Linked DNA regions of Mus musculus: regions 1, 3 and 4 are each linked to region 2. Evidence: chromatin contacts called from public ChIA-PET and HiChIP or PLAC-seq data. All regions are on one chromosome and are shown on one strand. Each heading gives the region's core, a stretch centred on a gene start, on an enhancer-like site or on the middle of the called end of the contact. The rest is flanking DNA. Distances are from core to core; before and after follow the strand shown.

Region 1 (2,849 bases), core at 33-2,532, 380 kb before region 2:
AGGACAGAAATGTTGGACTAAAGATGGGTCTTCTCTATTGAAGTTCAGCTCAGGAAAAACCTGTCATAGGTAGTTTTCATATCCACGACAAGTAAGCCAGCCCCACCTCCGTCCTTAGCCTCTTCCTAACAGTATCACTTCCTCCAGACACATGCCCATTTACTTGAAAGGGAAATTGGTAAAGGTCGGGCTGGGCCAATGTTTGTTTACAAACCTGGGGATTGATCTAGGTATTCTTTTATACTATGTAAGCCATCCATCACTCTGCTGCAACCTCACCCCAGCTTATTTGCTTGGCTTCCGCTTCTCTAAGACAAGACTTTGTAATGTTCCTAGATATTCTAATCTGCACTAAATTTTTTAAGATGAAGAATATGGTGTGTTTTTAAGTGTCATCACGGAAACGTCAATCAACCATACACAGTGTAATTCCCGGAGCCACACAGAAAGCACCTTGCAGCTCAATACTCAGGTGATCATCCTCAGATTGACAAAAGTAAACACAAAGAACTGAAGCTGGGAGCACAAAGTCTGGGTTCTACACAGAGCAACAGAAGAGTGAAGTCTGTGTCTCTCGGCTCCCAATGAAAATCAGTGAAAGACAGTCAGTTATGACCATCAGAAATGATGGCTGAGCTCGGACCACACTGATGGAGGCTTTCTCCTGGAGATGAGGGCCAAGATTTGTATCTGAATCTGTTCTTTGGCTTTTATAAGTTGGATGCTCTCAGAACAATTATATCTAAATATTTGTTGTTATTTTAAAATATTATTTCATGTGTTCAAATAAGCAACAGATATTCTAATCAAAAATTAATTTTCCTGTACTAATCCATATTTAGGCAAATTCCAATCTGTCCATATCAGACATGTTTCTTACCATAAGTCAAACAATTGCTTTTGATATTATTTATGTGTTTTACATTTTATCCTGCAAGTAATATTAAAAAAGAATGCATATTTTTCACTGAAGCTGAACAGAATTTCTCTAATTTTAATACACTACAGTGCTTTCTATTGTCTGAGAATGTCATACAAGCATACATTGTGTATTAACCAAATCTAGCTCCTTTCTCACCCTGGAATTTCTCCCATTATTCCTCCCCGACTCCATGTGCTCTTCTTTCAGAAGCCAGTGGATACACTTAGTGCTACTAAAATGTGTGTAGGTGAAGGGAAGTGTACTGTGTTTGTTTTCAAAGCAGTCCCATGTATTCCTGAGGCAGTACTCTATATAACATGGGTGTAGGAAAGGACTTCCTGTTTTGGACTCAATTTGGCCAAGCATTAACGCCAACCATTGACAAGTGAACTTCCTGAAACTAAAAAGCTAAACAGAAACTAAAACTGTTAAAGAAATCATCAGCCTTCTAAAGAGAAAGCCCTCAGAATGGGGAATAATCTTGGCTGGAGGATTATATGCAGAACATACAGTGAATTTGAAAAACAAAGAGTCAGAAACAAAACAAAACAAATGACCCATTCAAAAAAAAAATGGTCCTGGAACCTGAAGAAAGAGTTCCCCAAAAAAGTAAAAATGGCTAAGGAATGCCTTTTAAAAATTCATTGTCCTCAAAAAATTATGGAAATCACATCAGAACAACATCTTATTCCAGGCAGAATTGCAAAAATCAAGAAAACAACTGGCAACAAATACTGGAGGGGAAAGGGGGAAAGGGAGCCTTGTTCTCTGTAGAATTGCAAAGTGGTGCGAACATTATGAAAGTTGGTGGGGAGAATTCTCAAAAAGATAAAAAAGCTACCATACATCCAGCTATACCACTCTTTGGCATATCCCCAAGGGAACCAGTATCCTTCTCCACAGCTACCAAGCATGTTCATTGCTGCTCTAGTCACAATAGTTAGGAAATGAAAACAACCTAAATAAATTCTGACTGGTAAATGGATAATGAAAATGTGGTAGATACGCACTATGGAGTATTATTATTCAACTACCAAAATTAAGAGAGCAAAACAAGACCATGGCTAGGATAGGGGTGGGGGAGTTACAGTAAGGGGATAGTAGAGTATAATTAATCAGAATAGAGAAATGGGAAAATGAGGTACTGTGGGTATGGAGAGGGGTAAATACTGAAGAATGTGGGAGGAGGAAAAAGAGAAGTAGCAGGACACAAGTGATCTGATGGGGTAATGAGAAAAGGGAGAAAAGGAAAGGGGGGAATATGCTTAATTACAGCCTCAAAAACAGACTAACTAACAACAATAACGGCAAGCCACTGAGAACATTTGGTGTTCCGCAATCTACTGTTTTTGCTTCTGACAAGGTTGCATGTATCCCAGACTGGCTTAGCATTTGCTACCTAGTGGAGGATAAATTTCTCACCCTTCTGCCTGAACCTCTTGGTCGCTGGAATTCTATTCATGGGCTGCCACAACCAGTTTACTTGTTTCGTTTGGAAACTCAATGATGTAAGCTGTATTTTTCAGGGGGAAAAAAAAAAAAAAACATTGAACAACTTTCCAAAAGAGAATATGTGACTAATGACAAAGTATTCTCTAAAACTGAAAGGAAAAAAAAACTATGGCTATACCTCAAAAATGATGCTGAGCACAGTGACAAGAGTGCCATCCCTTGAGAGTCACCTAGACATAGATAGCCCACAGCACTTGTCTACACTCTTTTATAACTGAAGGAAACCTTTCTACCTATTTTGAGCTTGAGGTGAGGATCAAAAGAATGGAAGGGGCAAGCTCCCTTCAGATCCATGTCTTTAGATGTCTGAGATGATCAGACCAGCTTACTATGGAGTTTAGATTCTTTTTACAGAAGTAATCAAACCTAAGACTCAGCTTCTTGTGATTACAAATTAGTTCTTCCTTGTGCCTCA
Region 2 (2,700 bases), core at 110-2,609:
TAAGAGTTGCCCCTAGACCCAGATATAGCTGTCTCTTGTGAGACTATGCCGGGGCCTAGCAAACACAGAAGTGGATGATCACAGTCAGCTATTGGATGGGTCACACGGCCCCCAATGGAGGAGCTAGAGAAATTACCCAAGGAGCTAAAGGGAACTGCAACCCTATAGGTGGAACAACATTATGAACTAACCAGTACCCTGGAGCTCTTGACTATAGCTGCATATGTATCAAAAGATGGCCTAGTTGGCCATCACTGCAAAGAGAGGCCCATTGGACTTGCAAACTGTATATGCCCCAGTACAGGGGAACCCCAGGGCCAAAACGGGGGAGTGGGTGGGTAGTGGATTGGGGGGGTGGGTATGGCGGACTTTTGGGATAGCATTGAAAATGTAAACGAGGAAAATACCTAATAAAAATAAAATTAAATTAAAAAAAAAAAAGAGTTGCCCCTAGGTATGATTGTTCTGGGGACATGAAAAGCACCGTGTGGTTTCAATGTCTCATTGGGTAACTTCCAGATTTCAGGATGCACAGGCAGATATTTTATTGGACATTTTCAGTAAGCTGTGCTAATATTATCACTGAAATTAAACTTGTGTTATAATTTAAAGCTGATAGATATGAGTTCCTACTAGAAAAAGGTACTCTCATGGAGTATTTGAATCTTGTACACTAAGACTCTTTCAAACTGTGGACCTCTTCCAAGAAATGAGTGTAAACAGAACTCAAGCAACCATGCAAATGTAGTCTTTAAAAGTCTGACCCATGCCGAAATGCTAAGAGCGTTCAGCCATCAGATAGAGATCAGGGTCTATGTGACATGTCCAACAATCCTGTAGAAGGGAGAAAGCTCAAAAGAGGGAACATTGAAGCACTGGATGTTACAGACACTGCTTGTGTGAGGGCAGGGACCAAACAAATAAATCATGCAGTGAGGGACGTCATGATGAAGAGCAAACGGTGAGCAAACGGTGCGTGTGCTGGGGGTGGACGCGGGTGAGAAGGCACGGGGCAAAGGCGTCTCCAGGGAGACTGGGAAATGAAGTAAGACACTTTTGTCTCTGTAAGAAAACGTGACAGGGCTTGTTTTCTCATTCCCCAGAAGTCTGTGGTGTAAGACTAAGAATAAAGAGCTTGTAGCAATCTGTACACACAAGCACCTGTGACTGCGACTTTACTCTTTATGCAAATACGTTGGACTAATGTAGAGAGCTTGTGAAATGATGACAAAAGCTACCCAGAGCTCTTTACAGGCTGAACTTTGGACTCGTGCATCTCATGTGAGAAAGGCAGGAAGGCTTTTAGGTGGAGGAAGTGGCCTCTGGCTGTCTTGTGACTGCCACTCATCACAGAAACCACTGTACAGACAGGAACTGAGACACGGAGACACGGCACAGGAAAGGCTCTCTGCATAGGTAAGTGACACGAACTCTTTCTTCTTTCTGTTTGATTCTCCCCGTCTTCCCCAGCTTGAGACTGTTCGGTGGTCTATATGTTCCATCTTAACAGCGTCAGCTCACTCCAGGCTTTCATACACACATGGTCACGTAGAAATCGGATGACAACCTGTAAGAGCTGTGGATCCAAAAGCTTCTAGAAATTCCCTGAGCATCACCACCCCTGAAGGAAAAAGAAAATCCCATCTTGATCATCCTTGATAACATCTTTAGAACTCTCTTGGTAACTTTCTTTAGAATGTAAAGCAGTATAAATTTTCATTTATGCCCCTTCAACCCTGTATACGTGTGCACACACATGCATGTGAGTGTGCGCGTGCTCTGTGTGTGTGTGTGTGTGTGTGTGTGTGTGTGTGTGTGTGTGCGTGTGTGTGTGTGTGTGTGTGTCCGGGGGCTTTTTTTGCATCACATTCTATCATGTTAAGGCATATTTGGTTGAAATGTGTCTATGCTTGTCCAAGAATTGCTTCCTTCACCATTTGACAGTAGAGATAGTTTAAAAGATTTACTTCAGTTCAGATGGTTGAACTTAACAATCCTAAAGAGCAGTGTAGCTACTCCCTGTGCTCAGGTGTTAACATAAAGCAAGCCTCGAAAGTGGCATTTCTCTGGGGGTTTTTGATAGAAAATAGAGATCCCAGTTCACTGATTCAAAATTAAGCATCCAGTGTTTGAAATGAGCAACTTAGCAAATAAAGTGTCATCTATTTCTTTTTTGATCTACATTTTTTACTCCCTACCAGTAAATTGTCCAGGTCTGAACTAAAACTCCCCTCCCCCCTTGCACTATGAAATCGTGAAATCCTGTACGCTCCATCCCCTAGTTGTTAGGAGCAGTGGCTTCTGTTAGGAGATGCCAGCATGGGCAAGATGTCCAACATGGACAAGATGTCCTGTGAACAGTAGCTCCTCAGCTGCTCTCTGCATCCAGCTCCTGCATTTTAAAATACCAGACTCTACACAAATAGAGGTGCAAACAGTGTGCCGTGTCCACCACATGTGGGGTGGGGTTAAGACTGTCGGCAAGACCAGGGATGCTTCCAGTTGTGTACTCCAGACTCAAGCTATTGCAGAATTGCTGGACATGTGAAAAGAACGTGGCAGGGAACCCCAAGTATCTCTGAGTTCCAGATATCTTTTATTGAAGTGCGAGAGTTCAGTTAGGCCACTGGTGTTAAATAAATTATAAAATTGGGGTTGCAACTAGCCATCGGTGATGACTCTTTCTGCCAGAGAATTGGC
Region 3 (2,700 bases), core at 192-2,691, 470 kb before region 2:
AAAAAGTCTTCTCAAGGATAAAAGAACCACTGGTGGAATCACCATGCCTGACCTAAAGCTTTACTACAGAGCAATTGTGATAAAAACTGCATGGTACTGGTATAGAGACAGACAAGTAGACCAATGGAATAGAATTGAAGACCCAGAAATGAACCCACACACCTATGGTCACTTGATCTTCGACAAGGGAGCTAAAACCATCCAGTGGAAGAAAGACAGCATTTTCAACAATTGGTGCTGGCACAACTGGTTGTTATCGTGTAGAAGAATGCGAATCGATCCATACTTATCTCCTTGTACTAAGGTCAAATCTAAGTGGATCAAGGAACTTCACATAAAACCAGAGACACTGAAACTTATAGAGGAGAAAGTGGGGAAAAGCCTTGAAGATATGGGCACAGGGGAAAAATTCCTGAACAGAACAGCAACGGCTTGTACTGTAAGATCAAGAATTGACAAATGGGACCTAATGAAACTCCAAAGTTTCTGCAAGGCAAAAGACACCGTCAGTAAGACAAAAAGACCACCAACAGATTGGGAAAGGATCATTACCTATCCAATTTAACAATTTCTAGTGAACTGAGGAGGAAACCACGGGCATCTTGGGAATACAGTGAAGTTCAGGAGGAAAAGCTGGACAAAGCTTCTTTCCTGCTGCAGCTCCAGAGAAGATTGGCTCCACATTGCACAATAGGTACACTAAATGGAATACACACACACACACTGTGTGTGTGTGTGTGTGTGTGTGTGTGTGTGTGTGTGCTGTGTATGTGTGTATTTTTTCTTGAAGCTTCCTCCTAAGTTTCCACCTACCTGTTGATTTTTAGGGAACAAGACAGCTGCGCTGAATAAATGATACTTTATTGTGTTGGCTAGTTTTATATCAACTTTACACAAGCTATTGTCATCTAACAGGAGGAAGCCTCAATTTGGAAAACACTTGCTTAAGATCTGGCTAATTAGCTTGTCATAGGTGGTGCCACCCCTGGGCTGGTGATCCTGGGTTCTGTAAGAAATCAAGCTGAATAAGGCATGGGAAGCAAATGAGTAACCTTCTTTGTGGCCTGCTGCCCCTGTGGTCTCTGCATTAGCTCCTGCCTCTGTGTTCCTATCAAGTTTGAGTTCCTGTCTTGGCTTCCCTCAATGAACTATGATTCACAACTTTTAAGCAAATAAACTCTTTCCTTCCCAATTTGTTTTTTATCATTTTGTGTCATCACACCAGTAGTAGCCCTAACTAAGCCCCAACACTTATCATATCCTAAACTACCAGGAAAATTTTAAGCCACTGGCTTGGTATTTAACCTCTTGGAATGAAGGTTAGTCAGCTCTTTCAGATCACAGCAGTCTGACCCAACTCACCCCTCAGACACCTAGGCTCTTGACTCTTTGGCCCATGAAAGAACTGCAAGAGGAAATGAGATCAGCTGTTTCTTTATCTTCTTGTTTATTTTTAGATGGCACAAGTAGCACATGGTGCAGCTAAGTGATGTGAGCCCCACCTTTCTATTCTAGGAGAGCTGCCAACAGGAGGTAAGAAAGTGTAATCTTACCAACATTAATGAGCTATGATTTAATTCAGGGGCAGATGTAAAGAAATATGAATTATTCCTTTAAAATTCTCCTTGAGGCTGAGTTACACTGATTTCATTCAATAGAATAAATACTGTTTTAAATGCAAGCCTTTACTTCTCCTTCATCAAACACTGGCTCTTCTGGTATTAACATTATAATCTAAAATTCTTTCCGGGGAAGTTTACTATGCCATAGGACATGAATTTTTTCCTTCTTCCTGTTAATGAAGGTTGACAGAAGCAGCTAACCATATCTATTTCAACATAAGGTTGAGTTATTCATGTACCTTGTATTTCACAAGACTATCAAGTTTCTCTTTTTCCTTATACTTCCCACAAACTTAATTTACTTCTATATCCTCGGGAGAAAATTTGTAAGGAGTGATGGCTATGGTGAAAGAGCCCGAGAAGTGTCTCTGGTGAAGACTGAAAAAGTAGGACAGCCAGTAAGAAAAGATAGAGTAGAAGTGACCAGCAACTAGCCACATCTGGGAAAGGCGCAGGTCCAAAGGGACCTCACTAAGTTCCAGTGTCCTGCTCCCCAACAGATACCGTCTGCTCCCAAAGGAGAAGGGTTTAAGTTATACTCTCACACAAAAGTACTAGGGTTCCAGACAACCTGGAGAAATGCATTTTTCTAAGTGCTTTGCTAGGAAAATCCTACTTCAAAGTCTCAGAGCTGAAGTATGATTACATTGCTAATAAAACCTAAAGGCAGAGAGAGAGTTGGTTGTTCATTCCAAGATGTAGAAAATGTATGACCGTTCCACCTGAATGAGAGTTCCACCCATACTGGCAAAGCAGAGTAGAATCAAACAGGGGGATCACAGAGGCAAGAAATATTGCTCCTCGGAAGGACAGCAAAGGTGCTCAGGTTCTGACTCAATCAGGTTCCTGGTCCAAGTCAATTCTGCTTACAAATAACTATTCAACGGTCTTGGCAAACACAGCTACAAAGAAGAATTTTAGTGAGCTACTTTTTTCTTGCATCTTCCAAGACAATTCCTTTTTAACTGGAAAATGTCAAAACTCTTTTGCATCTACCTAGTAAAACTCATGGTAATTCAATAAATAGCACTTTATAACTGAAGAACACAGTGTAGTTTTTTGGTTTGACTATACTTTG
Region 4 (2,700 bases), core at 8-2,507, 500 kb before region 2:
AGCCAGATACATCCTTTCCTTTCTCACTTGGTTTGTGTCATGGAATTGCATCACAACAATAGTAACTCTAACTAGGACACCCAGCTGGGACTTGATTTAATCTTAATTTTTTATTATTATAGGCCAGGTCTTCTGTTGTGGCAAACAAGTAGAGATCAGACAAGAATTTGGGTGTAGAGTTGGTTTCTTTTTCCTTCTTTCTTAGTAAGAAACTCTGCTGAGCCTTCTTGCCTCCCCATATTTATTGGTTTTTGCTTGCTTGCTTGCTTGCTTGCTTGCTTGCTTGATGGCTTGCTTGATGGCTTGATGGCTTGCTTGATGGCCTGCTTGCTGTCTGTCTGTCTTGCTTGTTTTACTGTTATGAATAGGATTCTTCTCCTAAGCTTTCTTTTGAATGGCTCATGGTTCATACACAGAAATACCCTGGTTTTCATACTCCCAATTTTGTACTTGGCCACTTTATTTCATTTATTTTTTATTTTTATACTGTTTTGTTGTTGATGATGAGGGTTTAGGGTTTTTTTTTTTTTACATAAACAAGGATATTTCTTTTCTCCTTCCAATTCAAGAGACTTATTTCTTTTTCTGGTCCATTACTTCTGGTATGCCATGAACAGAAGCAAGCCTTGTGGGAACCTTGCTTCCTAGAGCCCTCACTTTGTAGAACCCTCACTTTTTAGAAGCCTCACTTTGGACCGGGCATGGCTTCAGCCACCCCAGTGAAAGCAATATTTCCTGTGATCTTTTGGATGTTGAACCTGCCTGGCATTTTCTGTGTGTGCTGAGATGATCATCAGTTTTTATCTCTTCTTTTGTGCCGTACTATGCTGGTTTACTTGTGATCAAGGAATACGGAGCAGCACCTATTTCAGGAAAAGAATCACAGATACTTTCTTAGCCTGGACTTTTGAGCTGACAAGCAGGGGGCTCTCCTTTGCCTTTTTGTTTGTTTCTGAATCTTCCTTCTTTGCTTCCTTCCATGTGAATGACACCGAAAGAGCAAGACAAGCTAAAGATGATACACAGTGGTTAAATCTCATCACGCAGTAGTCCAGAACCCTGTGAACAGAGTTAAGGGTTGAAGACGAACATGAAGTGAAGGGACTGTTCAAAGGAAAAGCATAATCAAGCAGGGTTTCTTTGAAGGAGGAATTCACTTATTTATTCAGTCATGGATATTTACTGAGGACATGTCATATACCCGAAGCACCTCTTGCAGCCAGCACAGTCCTCTGCAGGATGTGGTTACAGACTGCTACTTCCTGAGTCAGGTCAATAGCAGAGTTTCAGAGCTTTTGTATTAATGTGTCTCTAGCTCACAGTACAGTTGGACCAAGAATGGTGATTGAAGCAACATAGCTTTGGATACAGCAGAAAGCACGGTAGATCCGCTTGCAAGAGAGCCTGGCGTGAGAAAAGGCACTGGGATGGGCTGTGGCATGAGAATTGGGCTTTCAGGTCAGCCCACCTCATACTCAGCCAGACACAAGTTAAACCTCCCTAAGGAGGGGCCACCTACCTTTCTGTATAGTATCCATCCAGAGGTGTAGGTAGGTGACACTGTCTATGTAAAACTGCCTGTCCTTTGGGTTGTGTCATCTTATTATAAATCTGGCCAAGAGCATCCACTTCTAATATTTTGGACAAATGCATGGATTATACCAGAGGCTGGACAGGATATGCAAAGATGACAATGACACAGAGTCAGAGATGGCTCAGTATGTTAAAAGCAAACTGTCCCTGATGTGTTGACTCTTTCCCACAGAGAGAACCTTTGCTAATGTTTTCCATCACAAGGGAGATGTGATGACTTATCTTGGTTGTCTACCTAACAGGATCTGGAGTCACCAAGATCTGTTGAGACATTTACAGAAAGGATTAGCTAAGGAGAATTTTTATTTGAGATAACAGTGTCTTCCTCTAAGTGCTCTAGATCACAAAGAGATCTGAGAAAAGGACAGTGCTTCCTGTCAGGCCTGTCTTTTGATTCCTGATGAGTGAGGTTATCTATCCCTCCTCTTGTGGCTCCCACTTCCATCTCTGCAGACTTTTGCCACCACCTAGTACCTTGGACATTCTAACATAAAGAGTAGTAGCTACCCAGGAATCTTCCAGGCATTCACTGGGTTTCGATCCTTGACATCCAGCTTCATGGACTGAGCAGTAATTGGTGTCTCAGCTTCTCTAGCCTGCAGACACTCATATCAGCCATTCCAGTGAATCCCTTTCATAATGCTCTTCTTGAATCTCTTTCTGTTCTTCTAGACTCTGAATCTAGAGGATGGTGCCAAACAGAAGAGAAGTGATGTAATTAGATATTAAATAGATGGCAGAAAAAGACAAAGAGGCATAAATTAGAGGACAGACTGAAGATCATACAGGTCCTAAAGGCTCAGTCAAGGTGACTGGAGGATATAAAAAGAGCAAAAACCACTGTGAGAACAAAACCAGTTAGAGAGGCTGTGGAATCTCTGCCATTCGAGATTCCATTCAAAGAAGTACTTTAGCTTAGTGATGCAGAAGGAAAAAAAATCTCACAGGTGAAGATTCTTATGACTAAATGTTTAAAACACACACAGGTTTTAAGTTGAGAGGCACTTGAGGAACGATGCCTGCCATACACAGCATGGCCTTCCTGCTTCGTGACTGCCTCCTTTCAGCAGCCCTCCCTTTCCAGAAACAAGATTATGATTAACATGA

What was found. ChIA-PET counts read pairs in DNA pulled down with a chosen protein or histone mark. HiChIP or PLAC-seq counts read pairs in DNA pulled down with a chosen protein or histone mark.
Region 1: a contact with region 2 is called in an RNA polymerase II ChIA-PET map of memory CD8 T cells, with 2.8 times the contacts expected there. The contact joins the enhancer-like site here to the promoter of Hpgds in region 2. A contact is called at or near these places in 7 of 39 promoter capture datasets (the C10 cell line, HPC-7-derived erythroid cells, embryonic stem cells and 3 more), 2 of 115 datasets of contacts at active chromatin or transcription factors (effector CD8 T cells and memory CD8 T cells) and 2 of 9 other capture datasets (adipose tissue and liver).
Region 3: a contact with region 2 is called in an H3K4me3 HiChIP or PLAC-seq map of bone marrow-derived macrophages, with 4 times the contacts expected there. The contact joins the enhancer-like site here to the promoter of Hpgds in region 2. A contact is called at or near these places in 2 of 39 promoter capture datasets (embryonic stem cells and macrophages), 3 of 115 datasets of contacts at active chromatin or transcription factors (bone marrow-derived macrophages and effector CD8 T cells) and 3 of 9 other capture datasets (embryonic stem cells, liver and macrophages).
Region 4: a contact with region 2 is called in an RNA polymerase II ChIA-PET map of memory CD8 T cells, with 57 read pairs. The contact joins the enhancer-like site here to the promoter of Hpgds in region 2. A contact is called at or near these places in 1 of 39 promoter capture datasets (the HPC-7 cell line), 3 of 484 Hi-C or Micro-C datasets (CD8 T cells, cerebral cortex and embryonic fibroblasts), 3 of 115 datasets of contacts at active chromatin or transcription factors (bone marrow-derived macrophages, effector CD8 T cells and memory CD8 T cells) and 2 of 9 other capture datasets (liver and macrophages).

Annotation. Positions count from the first base shown.
Region 1 is chr6:65,526,549-65,529,397 of GRCm38.p6, reverse strand. The region is part of intron 1 of LOC108169147 (a long non-coding RNA gene); the gene reads right to left. Among named protein-coding and RNA genes, the nearest start is that of Tnip3, 62 kb to the left of the region's middle. Within about 2 kb of position 1,282, at least 35 of the 459 cell types and tissues checked have an H3K27ac peak or open chromatin away from gene starts, as enhancers often do. A contact at or near this core is called in adipose tissue, hematopoietic stem and progenitor cells and memory CD8 T cells, where this site is marked.
Region 2 is chr6:65,143,389-65,146,088 of GRCm38.p6, reverse strand. Hpgds (hematopoietic prostaglandin D synthase) reads left to right here and starts at 1,359. Exons shown (of 6, transcript NM_019455.4): 1 at 1,359-1,416.
Region 3 is chr6:65,610,767-65,613,466 of GRCm38.p6, reverse strand. All of the region lies in intron 6 of Tnip3 (TNFAIP3 interacting protein 3), which reads right to left. Among named protein-coding and RNA genes, the nearest start is that of Tnip3, 22 kb to the right of the region's middle. Within about 2 kb of position 1,441, at least 46 of the 459 cell types and tissues checked have an H3K27ac peak or open chromatin away from gene starts, as enhancers often do. A contact at or near this core is called in bone marrow-derived macrophages and effector CD8 T cells, where this site is marked.
Region 4 is chr6:65,646,473-65,649,172 of GRCm38.p6, reverse strand. No RefSeq gene overlaps it. Among named protein-coding and RNA genes, the nearest start is that of Gm36144, 23 kb to the left of the region's middle. Within about 2 kb of position 1,257, at least 36 of the 459 cell types and tissues checked have an H3K27ac peak or open chromatin away from gene starts, as enhancers often do. A contact at or near this core is called in CD8 T cells, the HPC-7 cell line and memory CD8 T cells, where this site is marked.